Linked DNA regions of Xenopus tropicalis: region 2 is linked to region 1. A link is a contact called in public Hi-C data. All regions are on one chromosome and are shown on one strand. The core of a region is the stretch at or near the end of the contact, and the rest is flanking DNA. Distances in the headings are between cores, read along the strand shown. Region 1 overlaps mtus2 (microtubule-associated tumor suppressor candidate 2). Region 2 holds the start of mtus2 (microtubule-associated tumor suppressor candidate 2).

Region 1 (4,062 bases), core at 618-3,117:
CCCAGGAGTGCCTAATACAGAATTAAATGGGGGTATTCAAGGTTCAACAGTGTGAAGTGTCAATGTTTATTTGTCCACTAGACATGTTTTTGCCCACTCAGACCAACCTCCTGAGGAAGGCGTGTGGGTTGAACAGCAGAGAGGATGAACAAACATGATCTTTCACATGTCTAAATTTTCAGTTCATCCAGTTATATAACCATACAGCAATGAATTTAGGACAGGGCAAAGGGGCAGATGAGACCTTTGGGCAGTATATAAGCCTCTGCTAAACATACAAGCAACATATTATTACACTATATAATTTTTTTTGCATTATCCATTAGAGATATACAACCGATTTAAGTAATATTGTCTAATTGAAGCTAGGAAACTGCGGGCAGCTACCTGCTTAGCCCTGCAAACAATTGGTCAATGAATACATTTAATTGTTAACAAACGAAAATTTTCAAACCTGATCAATTTTTTGACCAATGTCGGATGAAAAAATGTTAGATGTACAATTGTTCAATGCCCACTAACCTTATGATAATTTGAAAATGGCTACCTTAACATTATTTCTTTACAATATACATGTATCAGTAATTCTGAACGTTGACATCACTAAGCTCTAATTACAACTAATCGACATCGCCAGACAATATTGATAAGGATATATGGTTTTTGGCTTTTGTGTATTATACAGTCAGAGGTTGAAATCATGCAAAAATGACTGTGAATATTGAGAGTAATCTTACCTTCTGAAAGAAGTACTGAGTTGTGACGGCAAAGACCGCAAAGCCACAGCTCGCTCTCTTCAGCTCTTCTCTGGCCAATAAGAGCTTCTTTGTTTGCTCCTCGCACTTCTCTTTGAGCTTCTGGATGACCTGACGCTCGGTTTCTCGGGACTGTACTTCTGGCTTGGCAGCATAGCCATTCTTAGAGATAGTCGGCCTGAGTTTGGGGTGTCCTAGTGTATAGAAAAGCCATGCATCAGAACAACAACAGAAAAATATATATATAGGGACCATTTGTACAAGCGTAGGTGTGATATAGTTCCATTCCATGTTCCTACTAATATAAGGGGATACCGGTATGGCTTTATGGCATTGTTCTATACCTGATACAAGAAGACTTATTATTCCTGATTGAAATATAAACCTAAACTTTTTCATTACTGGACTTTTTTGGCCATGCCCTTCTTGACCATCATTTATGGCATATTCACACCACTGAGAGGAGAAGATATGAAAAGCTGTGCCTGTTAGCCAGGTAACAATGGAGCTTTATTTAAGGCTACAACTACATTTAGTCACCCAACTGCTGAGCTAGGAAAGTAGAAATCACTGGGGGTGAATACAATTGCTAATTGTGGACCCTAGGGCAGGGCTCCTTTTCTCTAAAAACTGCACCTGCCTGATTATAGAGAGCCATGCTGTCATCTTTTCAGTGGCCAAGGTTAGCAATTCCATTCACTGGGGGGTGCCTAACAAATTAGAATCACCCCTCCAGTGATTTACAGTTACCTTGTCCTTTATTACCTGGAGTGCAAAGAGATTAACCTATTTATATTGTCTTTATAATAAGTATCATTATTGAGATGTGATAAACAATCAGCATTTTGCTATTGTATTTCTTTGTTATCCAAGGTTGCCAAGTGAGATAAAACATCAGACGCAATGAGTAGCTTGACAGCCCCCCTGGCTGCTCCCTGCTTTGTTTATATGGGGACAGCTCATTATAGGAAGTGTCATACTCAAATTGTCTTTGTTAAATTTTAATAGGAAAGCATCAGCACAGATAATCAGCCAGGCTCAGTTCCTCCATATGTCAGGATGGGCTGATAAGCTCAGTCGAGCCGCAGGAGGTAGACGCAAGGCTATTCAAGGATAACGGATTCACTCAGAGGGTTATAGATTATAACTCAGCAGAGGTTTATCTCAGAGCTCTCACTGCTACTCTATTTGGTGTGTATTGCATCAGTGCAGTGATTAATCAGTTGTGGCTGTGTAACATTGGTAACATTGGGGAAGGCTTTTCCCTGCAGGTGATAAATACATAACAGCACGAAGGCAAAGCCTTAACATCTTGTGTGCCAAAGATGGGGGCAACACTGAAATGTGATTAAGGAATGGAAGAACAGCACGAAGGCAAAGCCTTAACATCTTGTGTGCCAAAGAAGGGGGCAACACTGAAATGTGATTAAGGAATGGAAGGGAGGTCACTGACCTACAGATATAAAGCTCCATGTTAGTACTGTACATTCCAGGCTCTATCATTAGAGCTGCCTCTAAGGGGAGCATATTGGGGCGACTGCTACAGATCCCAGAGCAGCAGTTTGTAGGCAGAAGGAGCTATAAATTCCAGGAACAAAGCAGAGAGCATAAGATGGTAACAAAATGGCAATATGGTGATATTAGTTGCTGATACAATTCCCAGGACATAGGGGAGCCTCCGGCTTTCAGAAGATTCTAGGGATTTTAGGCAAAAGGCTATAGGATAGGACAGTCCTACAACAAGTATAGGCCCTGGTATCCAAAATGCTCAGGACCTGGAGTTTTCGGGATAAAGGGCTTTTTGGTAATTTGGATCTCCGTGCCTTAAGCCTAGTGAAAAATCATTTAAACATGAATTAAACCCAAAAGGATTGTTCTGCCTCCAATAAAGATGAATTATATCTTAATTGGCATCAATAAAAAGGAAATCATTATTAAAAAGGTAGATTACCTGATTAAAATGGAATCTAAGAGAGATGCCTTCATGTAATTTGGAACCTTCTGGATAATGGGTTTCCAGATAACAGACCTAATAATTGTATATATTAATAATGGGACCTTTGAACTAGGTTTCGGCACAGCCAAATTCAATTCTATGTTCAGTGCATATGCAACTTGGCATTTTCCCTGCATAGAGGGGTCTAAGAACAGGAAGCTGGGGCAGAAGCCCAAAAACATAGCAGCAAATATGCGCCAGTGCAGTGACCGACCAGACCTTTTCAACTATATTAATAGACTCTACTGTTGTATTATTAATGTACTATGTCTACACATAACTGATCAAAGCCAACGGATGAAGGGAGGGTGCTGCTGATGACTACAGTGGTGCAAGATTGCAACTGTCAGAGAATTTCCCCCCGAGCGTTAGACTGGCTATAAAACTAGACACATATTAAACGCTTACTCTCCATGGATAATTAGCAATAGACAGAGAAGTGTGCCGCAGGCAAGCCATGTACCATGCATTTATATACACAGATTTTAAAGGGATGTGAAGGCAGTCCTTCACATCATCAGTGCTATATTTTTATCCCATGTGGTTCTTTCCTTGGACAGCGTGACAAAGGGTTAATGCGATAGCAAAAGCTTAAAGTGACATTTAGTTGAACATAGAGATTCTAGTGAAGTTCACACATACTGTAAAATGCAAATTCTGTAAATGCCTGGAATAAAAATCTTTCCTAAATTCAATGTCACACCAAGAGTTTCTCACCTTAAAGGTCAATGAGGGTGAGATTTGGGGAGAATGCCAATTTGATCTTCTTGTTTAAACAGGCACTTTAAAGGTCAGTGAGGTTTGGGGTGAAACATACATTCTGTCCTAGATATTAATGGAACTATGGCTAAATGGCTGATCCTTTAATAAGGGCAAGAGAATAACAGGGGCAAAGAGCAAAACTCTTATTGATAAATTACTAAATCTGGAGCAAACTTTGCACCTGCAATTACATTCAGTCTGTGTATATGTCTGTATTTTACTGTCTCTTCATTAGCACACATGGGTAACTTACTCAGAGGGGGTTCACAGTAACCAAGTACTGTTAGAAGGTGGAGGGGGACACAGCGTGTAAGGTGTAACCCAGGCTTAACATGGATATTGATGGGATCCGAAAGTTGTAGTTCCACAACATCTGGAGGGCCACATGTTCTAAATTATAATCTCTGTAATTTGCCTCTTTATGTTTTGCCAGTTTGCATAATGCCATATACTGAGGCAATGTTTATAGTAGGATCTGAAAACAAAACATCCACTTCCATTACATACAACCACGTGGGCTTTCTCTATGGACTCTACCAGCAAAGGGAA
Region 2 (4,062 bases), core at 968-3,467, 200 kb after region 1:
CGCGAAACAATCCGCCAATGGCGAAACGCGGAAATTCGCCGCGAATCCATGCCTGGCGAAACTTTTCGCCCATCACTAATAATAGCCTCTGGGAAGGGACTGGGGCTGTGGGATAGCAGGTATAGTAGGGAGAGATGGTGCCTATAGTAGCAGTGGGATAATAGCCTCTGGGAAGGGACTGTGGCTGTGGGATAGCAGGTATAGTAGGGAGAGATGGTGCCTATTGTAGCAGTGGGATAATAGCCTCTGGGAAGGGACTGTGGCTGTGGGATAGCAGGTATAGTAGGGAGAGATGGTGCCTATAGTAGCAGTGGGGGGATAATAGCCTCTGGGAACAGACTGTGGCTGTGGGATAGCAGGTATAGTAGGGAGAGATGGTGCCTATAGTAGCAGTGAGGGGATAATAGCCTCGGGGAAAGGACTGTGGCTGTGGGATAGCAGGTATAGTAGGGAGAGATGGTGCCTATAGTAGCAGTGGGGGATAATAGCCTCTGGGAAGGGACTGTGGCTGTGGGATAGCAGGTATAGTAGGGAGAGATGGTGCCTATAGTAGCAGTGGGGGGATAATAGCTTCTGGGAAGGGACTGTGGCTGTGGGATAGCAGGTATAGTAGGGAGAGATGGTGCCTATAGTAGCAGTGGGGGATAATAGCCTCTGGGAAGGGACTGTGGCTGTGAGATAGCAGGTATAGTAGGGAGAGATGGTGCCTATAGTAGCAGTGGGGGGATAATAGCCTCTGGGAAGGGACTGTGGCTGTGGGATAGCAGGTATAGTAGGGAGAGATGGTGCCTATAGTAGCAGTGGAGATGACAGCTTCCAGTAGGCTCTGGAAGTGAAACTGAACAGAAAGCATTACTATCAGTATTGTCTTGGTGACAAGAGATACTTCATTGATGCAAGTTCCGGCACAACCAACTTGTCCCTAAGTATTCCTCATTCCCTTCTGAATGCAGAAACTTTTAATTTCACAGTACAGAACCAACAAGATGAGTCTTTGTGTCACTGTAATCGATGAGTCTATTTATCACAGAACTCTGCAAATGCTGATAGCCATTAAATGTAAGAGTAGATTTGTCAATCCTATTGAATAGCTTCCCACATAAAACTATGGATTTGTCTCAACTCCAGTACTTCCGCACTTCAGTACTTCCAAATGCAAAAAATAATCACCTTCTCCCCTTTCCTTTTATCTAAGAACTCTTTTTTTGTAAATTAGGACTATACTTACATACAATAAGAATTGCACTCAATGTTGCTATATAGTCAAACAATGTTGCTATATATATATACTGTATATATATATATATATATATATATATATATATATATATTATAAATATATATATATATAGTAAACAATGTTGCAATATGGAGTCAAATGTACACAAATATTTATACACTTATATAACTCTCTTCAAGTTTCAAAAAAGTGACTATTAAGGGCAGTGTAAAGGGTAAGTGCTTACACTGCTATTTGCCATAGCCATTCTTGTATGAATAGGGGAGTGCTGTCCATATCATTTAATAACAGCTGGGGGACCCCGGCTCCCTAAGTGAAACATAGAATAGGGCTGTACATATAAGGTACAGGCAGGGAACACACTTCTGCCCAGAAGTCATTTACCATAATATCAAGGGGCCACAATAACACCTCATCTTACTAAGCCAATACACTATATAGCCTGATGTACTGGCCCAGGGACTGGACCTTTATACATAACCCATTAAGGTTTAGGTGTTGGTGCTGAAGTACAAGGTACCACTTCTCAGTATAAAAGTAAAAGGGATGTTGTGCCAGACTGAGGATGCTTCATGCTCTGTATGCACTGCAGCCCCTGTAGTTGCCCCCAGTACTGAAGCAAATGCTGGAATTGCCTCCCCTTCCCACTCATGCCCTTACCTGTTCCTGTGCTGCTCCCACGCATAGTGCCCAGCCAGTGGGTGAGGGCTCCGGAGAGGGGATCTCTACCTTGGGGGGAGGCGCCCCCTTCCCTGCACAGACAAAGAGCCCACGCCGGAGGGTTCCAGGGAGATGCTGCTGGGGCTGCTGCTGCTGGGGCTATTCCCCTGCTGCCCTCCTGCTCCCAATCTAACGCAGTGTCACAGAGGGGAGAGTTCGCTCCTAAGCGCATCCACAGCCTGCAGTATCTCTGACCAGCGACCCTGAGGATGCAAAGAAGCAGCTGCGACGGGTCCAACCTCGCTCATCCCGAGCGAATCCGCTGGCTGCATCAGCACTCTCTGTTTATACTACGATTGGGGAGCCGCGGCGCCCTCTGCTGGCCCTACTGGGAACTGCGCTCGGGTAAACCAACCAGAAAAGAGCAGATGGGAGAATGGAGTCAGGATAGAGATTTGTTCCTTTATCTCTTCTTTTTATTGTGGCTGCTCTCTGTATCCTTAGTCTCTATCCTTGCACACTTCTATAGATATCATCGATATTGACACTTATTGGATGTGTCTGGTGAGGGTAACAGTCCCCAGTTAATAAATGGCTGCCAGGTAGCTGCTGAGGCGACCTTATTAGCAGCTGCGCTAGGAATAAACTGGGATAATGGGGTCAGTTAAGGACAAGGAGACAGAGCATTAGCAGGGTATATACTATTGCTATTTTATTATAATGGATTCATACATACTAATTGCCAGCATTTGTTTACAAAGTGTAGATATTTTATATAAACATATGTTATACATGTGATGCCCAAAACTTTTAAAGTTTTTGTTTAAGGTACACAGGTAAAGTAGGGTAGGGTTGCCACTTGTCCAGTTTTTACCCAGGCAGCCCAGTTTTCCGATACTGTTTGGGTAAAAACTACTAAATTAGGAAATCTGGACAGGACTTCAAATTAAATGGTGTGATGATCAGCCAATCACTGATTGCCACATCATAACCCTACTCCCTGATGTCATAGTCACACCCTGGAATGACATCCATCCCATGTCCTGTAGAGTGCTGGATGCTTACTTCTTGGGTTTAGTGTAAGCAGTGTCGGACTGAGCCAGTGGGCCCTGCCGGCCCAGACCCAATCCCCACCGGAGCACCCCTAGTCCAGTTATTTCCCTCCCCCAATGCGCTGAAGTTAAGCTTAATTAATGGGTGCTCGGTGGAGGGGGGTTGGGCAGGTGGCGCCCCCTGCAGGTGTTGTGGGGGCTGCTGCAGGGGCCCCTGCATGGGTTGTGGATTCGACACTTAGTATAGGCATAGGATCTGTTATACAGAGTGAGTTCGGTGGGAGTGAGTTCTTAGCATTCTTGAGGGAGGGGGAAGCAGGAGAGGGGAGAGAGCAGAGAGCTGCGTGTCTCTCATTAATTACAGACTCGAGAAATCTTTTGACAGAGAATTCAGTGCAGCATTACTGTAAGTGCTTATGGCTGTATTTACATAGACTTTTCTGATAAAGCTTACTTAGTTTTTACCTTTCCTTCTCCTTTAAGTCTGCTGAAAATCATTTAAACTTTAAATAAACCCAATAGGATTTCCACCAATAAGGATTCATGCATTTTAGTTGGGATGAAGTACAAATTTAGGGTGCTGCAAGGAAATGATAATTATTAGAAATGAACTCTACAAGAGATGGCCTTCCTGTACTTTGGAGCTTTCTAAAAAATGGGTTTCTGGATAAGGGATCCCATACCAATCATTTTCAGCATTAGACTGGCTCACTGGGAGAAACCCTGGTAGTCCCTTCACCCAGGACTCGTTGGAGGGGGGATGGCAGGCCCAGACTGGCAATCTGTGGATTCCGGCAAAAACCAAAGGGGCTACTATAAGGTATTATAGACAGTCACTGTTTAGTGGGCTTGTTGGGGGTTGCTTGGGCCTCTGTGTACTTGCTACAAGGTGCACAGTGTCTAAGCATCCGGAAGTGATGTGCAGCACCTGGAATGGCGGGTCCTTGGGATCAGTTTCTAGTGAGCCTCAGGTACTCCCGTCCAATGGTGGTCAAGTTGTCCTAGCACCCTGGCTGGTGTATTTTGTTCTTTATGTATGTACAGTATATATATATACTGTCATATAAAGTAGGGCACTCACGGGACTTAAAAGTGTGGTGAAAAAGAAAT

Evidence for each region. A called contact is a pair of places that touch in the nucleus more often than the background predicts.
Region 2: a contact with region 1 is called in a Hi-C map of neurula embryo, with 2.2 times the contacts expected there. The contact joins the promoter of mtus2 here to the enhancer-like site in region 1. A contact is called at or near these places in 3 of 5 Hi-C or Micro-C datasets (brain, gastrula embryo and neurula embryo).

The regions. Positions count from the first base shown.
Region 1 is chr2:154,544,909-154,548,970 of UCB_Xtro_10.0, forward strand. mtus2 (microtubule-associated tumor suppressor candidate 2) reads right to left here. Exons shown (of 15, transcript XM_002934016.5): 7 at 738-949. Among named protein-coding and RNA genes, the nearest start is that of slc7a1, 71 kb to the left of the region's middle. Within about 2 kb of position 1,868, at least 1 of the 11 cell types and tissues checked has an H3K27ac peak or open chromatin away from gene starts, as enhancers often do. A contact at or near this core is called in neurula embryo, where this site is marked.
Region 2 is chr2:154,748,504-154,752,565 of UCB_Xtro_10.0, forward strand. It overlaps mtus2 (microtubule-associated tumor suppressor candidate 2), which reads right to left and starts at 2,218. Exons shown (of 15, transcript XM_002934016.5): 1 at 1,901-2,218.